Regions from separate parts of the Mus musculus genome. Here region 1 is linked to region 2. A link is a contact called in public Micro-C data. All regions are on one chromosome and are shown on one strand. The core of a region is the stretch at or near the end of the contact, and the rest is flanking DNA. Distances in the headings are between cores, read along the strand shown. Region 1 overlaps Igsf3 (immunoglobulin superfamily, member 3). Region 2 overlaps Cd2 (CD2 antigen).

Evidence for each region. Hi-C and Micro-C count contacts between places; a contact is called where the count stands out from the background.
Region 1: a Micro-C map of embryonic stem cells shows a contact between it and region 2, with 2.7 times the contacts expected there. The contact joins two enhancer-like sites. A contact is called at or near these places in 1 of 484 Hi-C or Micro-C datasets (embryonic stem cells), 1 of 115 datasets of contacts at active chromatin or transcription factors (the SCID.adh cell line) and 1 of 9 other capture datasets (embryonic trunk).

The regions. Positions count from the first base shown.
Region 1 is chr3:101,407,854-101,410,929 of GRCm38.p6, forward strand. All of the region lies in intron 2 of Igsf3 (immunoglobulin superfamily, member 3), which reads left to right. Among named protein-coding and RNA genes, the nearest start is that of Igsf3, 32 kb to the left of the region's middle. Within about 2 kb of position 1,313, at least 49 of the 459 cell types and tissues checked have an H3K27ac peak or open chromatin away from gene starts, as enhancers often do. A contact at or near this core is called in embryonic stem cells, where this site is marked.
Region 2 is chr3:101,279,190-101,282,089 of GRCm38.p6, forward strand. It overlaps Cd2 (CD2 antigen), which reads right to left. Exons shown (of 5, transcript NM_013486.2): 4 at 599-721. Among named protein-coding and RNA genes, the nearest start is that of Cd2, 7.3 kb to the right of the region's middle. Within about 2 kb of position 1,347, at least 85 of the 459 cell types and tissues checked have an H3K27ac peak or open chromatin away from gene starts, as enhancers often do. A contact at or near this core is called in embryonic stem cells, where this site is marked.

The DNA.
Region 1 (3,076 bases), core at 63-2,562, 130 kb after region 2:
TTGATGTGGGCAAGTGAGGCGGGCTGGGTCAGCCAGTGCTCTTGTTTTCTAGGGTTTTCTCTGCTTGCTCTAGCTACCCCCTCAACCTCTAGTTTCTTTCTTCCCTTTTCTTTTCTTTTCTTTTCTTTTCTTTTCTTTTCTTTTCTTTTCTTTCTTTTTTGTTTTTTTTTTTTGTTACCCAAAGTTTTTCTTTTTTAAGCAGTATTTTATTAGAAAAGGTTTAAAATTATTTTTGCCCATTTTTACCCTCTCCCTGGTTTACTTTAGCTGGAATTTTTATTCATGTATTTTTGAGTAGGCAATGCATGCACGCTCGTGTTCTTACCTAAAAGGAGTGTAAGAAAGCTGGGTGGGGGAGACACAAGCCTTTTACCCCATCACGTGGGAGGCAGAGGCAGGTGGATCTCTCTGAGATTAAGGCCAGCCAGGTTCACAGTGTGTTCCAAGGAGCAGCATAGTGGGACCCTGCCTCAAAAAAACAAAAACAAAACAAAACCAAAAACCAAAAACCAAAAACAAAACCAAAATGTAATCAGGTCTGGATTAAGTCCGAACGCTCCCCACATCTGGGTTCTGTGTATGCCCTCCACCAGTGTTAACTCTTTCGTCAACTGCCCACAGCTGAGCTGAGCCCATCTTGAGCCTTTGGCTTCAGCCCCCCTAGCATGGAAGCCTTGCCAGGGCCATAGGCATCCCCTCCAGACCAGGCTACCCATCTTCAGAGAAGGCAGAGGCTGCAGGCTCAGGGATATCTCAGCTCTGGATTCTGCCCAGCCGTTCCCAAACCTGCAGTTCTAAGTGTTGCGGCTTCTAACTCCAGTCAGAGCCTTCCACGCTGTTCTTCATCTGGCTCTCTGTGGTTTCTCAGAGTTGTTTTGATCCCGAGACCATGAGTCTGCACGTCCCCCTCCCATCACGTAAGGGAGAGTCTTTTTTCTGGCAGAGAGGAGTGTGTAAGTTAGGAAACACAGGTGCTTTGAATTGCACAGTTCTTGGAATTAACAGTCTTGGAGCTCAGATGAGATTTTTAAGGATTATCTATGTTCCTTTTTTTTTTTTTTTTTTAAAAAAAAAATAGGTATACAGAGAATTCATCCCTAGAAAGTAACGTATAATGTCACATCTCCACCCCTGCAACACACAATGTCCTCACACTCAAAGGAACCCCGGTGGAATAGTATGTGGTAGATTGTGACATTCTGTGAGGCTCCTCCCCCAACCAATATCCTGGAAGAGGAGGGAAACGCTCGATTCAGCTATGAGAGGAATGCTTGCGCCTTGGGCATCCACAGTAGCTGGATTGTGGGACTGTGTGCCCTGCCTAGGCCCGGGGCTGACTTCTTAGCTGGCCTTCAAAGGACAGATCGCCATTGAACTCTGGGCAATACCCAAAAGTAGCTCGAGGAAGCCGAGAGCTGTGTTTCTGCAGTGCGCACCATCGATCCATAGCATTTGAAGCTATTTTTCTCTGCAAGCGTCCACAAAATTCATTACTTTACAATGAGCCTGGCAGGGACTGCGGCAGCAGGGAAACTCTACACGGGTCCCAGGCGCTCTCTCTCTCTCTCTCCTGGAATTTCGCCTTGGCAGGTAAATCAAATACCCAGTAAACACACTTGTGAACTTCTCCAAAGCCGCTTCTGTCCGTGGCCTTGGCTGTCCCTCGCGGGTGGCCTTTCATTTTCCTGGGCTTGGCCTGCTTCCCCCATGCACTGGGGTTGAGCCCTGTGGCTGTACAGGTATGGCCAGCTAATCCTGCCAGACAAGGTCAGAAACAATTAATGGGCATAATCTCTCTTTTTTTTTTTTTTTTTTTTTTTACCTGCTAGAGCCAGACTTTCTTTGGTGTCTCTCCTAAGTCTGGAGAAAGGACTGAGAGGAGAATTGAACTTACCCTTCGGATGCACATACCCATTCACTGCTCTGTGCTGCCCCCCACCCCGCCCCCGGGCTGCTCGTTATGAACGCTGAAGCCTTAGGTGGCGGTTATGTTGGAGATGCTGCTTAAATGCTATCTCTCGCGCACTGCCCGATAGCAGTCTGCCTTGTTGCCGCCTCGGGGTGCTGGCCCCCTCCTCAGATCCCTATCTTACCTTGCTGTACACAAAAGAGCTCCTCTCTGGGGGTTCTGAGTTTTGGTTCTCAAAAAAAAAAAAAAGAAAAAAAGAAAAAAAAAGCATTTCAGACGTGCAGCCCCGTCAGAGTGTCAGTCTTTACAGCTGTCAGTCATTCGTGGGATTGTTTTCTCTCCCTCGCCCCGTTTGGCATGGTGTGTATATGCTGCTGGAGATGGAATCCAGTCCTCTCCCCTAGAGTAAGCGCATGGCCTGCCACTGAGGCCACCCCCTCCCTCCTGCCAGGGTTATTTTCCAATATGAATGCCTCCTCTCTGTGAGCACTTTCTTGGTTGAATGTGTAAATTTGGAGTGCACTGCTTTCCAGGAACAGGCCCTGCCTTGGTGACTGACTCTTCCTCTGTCTTGACCTTTGTGGCCAGCCAAGCTCTGTGGGAGCTTCAGGGTATGCAGCTGGTAGGGACCGTGAGGGGATGGATGGCAGGTATTTTAAAGTGGCCTTGAATTGGCTGTCTTCTGGCATCCTCCTGCAGTCGATGGGCAGGTTATTGTGGCCTGTGAAGGCACCTGCTGTCAGAGTGCTTGCCCTCCTGTCAGCTCTGTGACTTGTCTCTTCTCCTTCTGCCTTGCTGAGTGCTGACTGCAGATGATGGTTTTTAGAGCTGCAAGGCCCGGTGGATCTCTTCCCTGCAGCAGTCACTCAAAACCTGGGAGGAGTTCCTGAAGGCTCTCAAGACATCCCTATGACTCCTGCCTCCTGACCACACTTCTGTCACATCTCCCCTGCAAACTGCCCCCTCCCCCTCCCCCCATTCCAGCCCTGACTGCTCTGAGACCCCAGCAACTCTAGACTTGATCATTCCTTTGAAGTGCCCCCCAACCCCCACCCCCTGAGTTCCTCCTCAGTGGTCCTCTCCTGTGCACAGGCTGCAGCTCACCAGCCAGCGTCCTGGGCCCCTAGATCTGGCTGCTATGCCCTGCTGCTTCATGGTTTTCCTCTA
Region 2 (2,900 bases), core at 97-2,596:
TTGTAGGCTGCAGGACAAGTCTGCATCAAGGTAGCCGTACTCCCAGCCTGAACACCTCACTTCCTAAACATCTAACCGGGAAACAAAGGGCCACCAATCACCCTCATTTGGGCTTTATTTTCTTGCAGCTCTGGGAGTCAAATTCACAGCCTTACACACACTGAGCACTCTGCACTGATCCACTCCCAGTGCCTCCTGGCTGGAGATAGTTTTATCCATATTCCTAAGAGTTTGGCCCTGAACGCACCTTTGAGGCATCCAAGGCCAAGACATTTGTACACAGACATGGGATTTGGGTGGAATCTCTCTCTCCTTATGAAAGTTTGTGGACGATTCAGGGATCTCCACACTAGCCTTTCACCAAAGCAGCCTCACGTGGTGGATTCTGGGAAGGTATACAACCTGGCTGCCGCTTCTCAAGGGTCCTTTGATGTTACCCCGGAGAACTGTCCCTCAGAAATCAATCTGAGTACATAACAGAGCCACCCAGAAGCTCTGGTTCCAACCCTGCCCATCCCTTTCTTCGCAGACTCAAGGAGGGACGGTCCCGTGGGGATTTCACTGCAGCCTACAGCGATAAAGGAGTGGGTGTGCTTACCTTTTCTCCTCCTGTTCCGTTTTCTCCTCTTGCAGATACAGAAAATAAAAAGCGCCACCAAGAGCACCAAGAGGAGTCCTCCTGCACCGACCCCCACTGTGACATAGAAGGACAGACCTTTCTCTGCAAGAAGAAAATATGGCTAAGGGAAAGGTCTTGGGCAGAGTGGTCCCTTCATTTCTATGGCCCAGGCCCCAGCCTCCTACATCAAACAAATGAAAGAGTTCCACAGGATTTTCTGCCTCCTTGAGGCTGAGCTTCTGGGGCCTGGAGTGCTACTTAAATCTGCAAGGGCTGAGGAGCAGTGCCTGCCCATCTCACCCCATCCCCCACTGAGGAAAAGAGCATCCAAGTTCTAGAGAGGGAGGATGAGTTGCCTGAGGTCTCATGGGACCTTTCCCCCAAGTGAAGCATCCCCCAACCTCGGTGTTCAGCTCTTCTTCCTCCCAAACTCCTCCTGGGTTCAGGAAAGCCGCCTAGACACTCAACAGTTATCAGTGGCATAAGAGTTCTGATCCCTTCTTCCACCAGAATAGGGAAGAGTAACAGGAAAACAGTGCCGTGGTTGCTCAGGGCAACAGGCTTAGTTTAGCTCTTCCAGGTAAGAGCTGTGTGACCTTTGGTAAGACGCCCCACCTCTCTGAGTCTGTTTCCTTCTTTGTAAAATGGAAACAATGCACCTTACATCACAGGGTAGCTGTCGGAAGTCAGATCAGATAATGGATGGAAAAGTGCTTTTGTAAACTGTAAAACAACACCTAGAGGTGAGGTCTTGCTCTTGCTATACTCTCTACCCTGGGGGTTTTCTGGTAGCTGTTTCCCAGGAGGGGGGGGCTAAACCATCTGTTCTTTGTGAATCAATAGCAGTTAGAGAGAGCAGCTGGAGCAGGGGCTCAAAGGACGGTGGCGAGAAGAAACGGGAGCTGAGCCCAGCTTCACAGAGGCCAAAGACTGTTAACACTCGTGACTAGGGATGGGCCCCAGGCAAGCTGGAGGTCCACCAAGCAGGGCAGAGGGTCAAAGCAAGCTGTTGATGTTGGTTGTTACTTCTGTCCCTCTAGTCTTCCCCTCAGACAGTCCTTGCCTGTGAGCTGAGAACCTCTCTGGGCACTGTCTGCGTAGGGGCATCCCTCAGTAACCCCTGAAGCTGCTTCAAGGATGAATTCAGGGACCTTCAGACCCTGTTGACTTGCCAAGGGCCTGGAATGTCAGAGTCGGCTCCCAAGTGTGAGCAGGGTGGACAGACAAGGCTTCCTGTCCAAGCTGACTCCAACAGATCCTCCCTACCGGTCCTCGGGCAGACCTCCAGCCCTTCCCCAGACACTGTTGGAAAGCAGGCACGCCTTCCACAGTATGGTCTGAGGTTAACCCATGACAGCACTCTGGGTGCCTGGTGGTGTTCCTGGTGGGGACGTCAGTAGCTGTAGCTCTGTCATTGGTCCTTGCAGCGTCTCATTCCAACTATTCTTCCCATCACTCCTCTTGGAGACACTGTGCCTATGTTTATGTGAGCGAGCACTACTCCAGGGCCAGCTGCTTCCTCCTCGTGGGACTTCAGCTCACACTTACTTTATCCCTGCCTGACTTGGCCTTAGAATGGGAGGAGTTTTCAACCCCCCCTTTTCTCCTTCATGGCCATTCCCTGGTCTAGTTTCAGCTTCTGCTCTGAACTACAGGTTAAGGAAGCTGCACGGTCCCCTGCTCCCAAACCTAGCATTCTTGCCTTCCAAGGCCTCACCCTCCTTGATAAATACTTACTTTTATTCTGGAGGGATCTAGTTACACTAAACATGAAGCATGAGGTTGCCAGATAAAATACGAGACAGCCAGTTAAATTTGAATTTCAAATAAACAATGAATAATTTCTAGGATCAATAGATGGGACCGCTCTTTGTTGGTTCACTGACTAAGTCTGGTGTCTCTTAACTCAGGGCCTTCAGAAAGAGGAAAACGTTTTTGTTTTTTTTTTTTTTTTTTTTGGAGTCTTGGAGAGGCAGCTTTGCCCTGCCCCTCGTGCCTTTGTGATTGGGGAATAGAGGGTGGGGACAGGAAGGCAGAAGAGGGAGACCATCCATGAACCTGGGGGGGGGGGGGTGTGTTAATAAAATCCTTCTGCATCTGTGCCTTCAGCCACACACACACACACACACACACACACACACACACATTTCACTGCTGTCTGATCCCTCCAAGCACATGTGAGCTTCACTCTTATCTTTAAGTGATGCACAGAAGTAACGGAAATTAAGTTCTAATTAAGGGCTGTCACTTCACTCTGGAACACTGACTCTTGCTTTCAGGT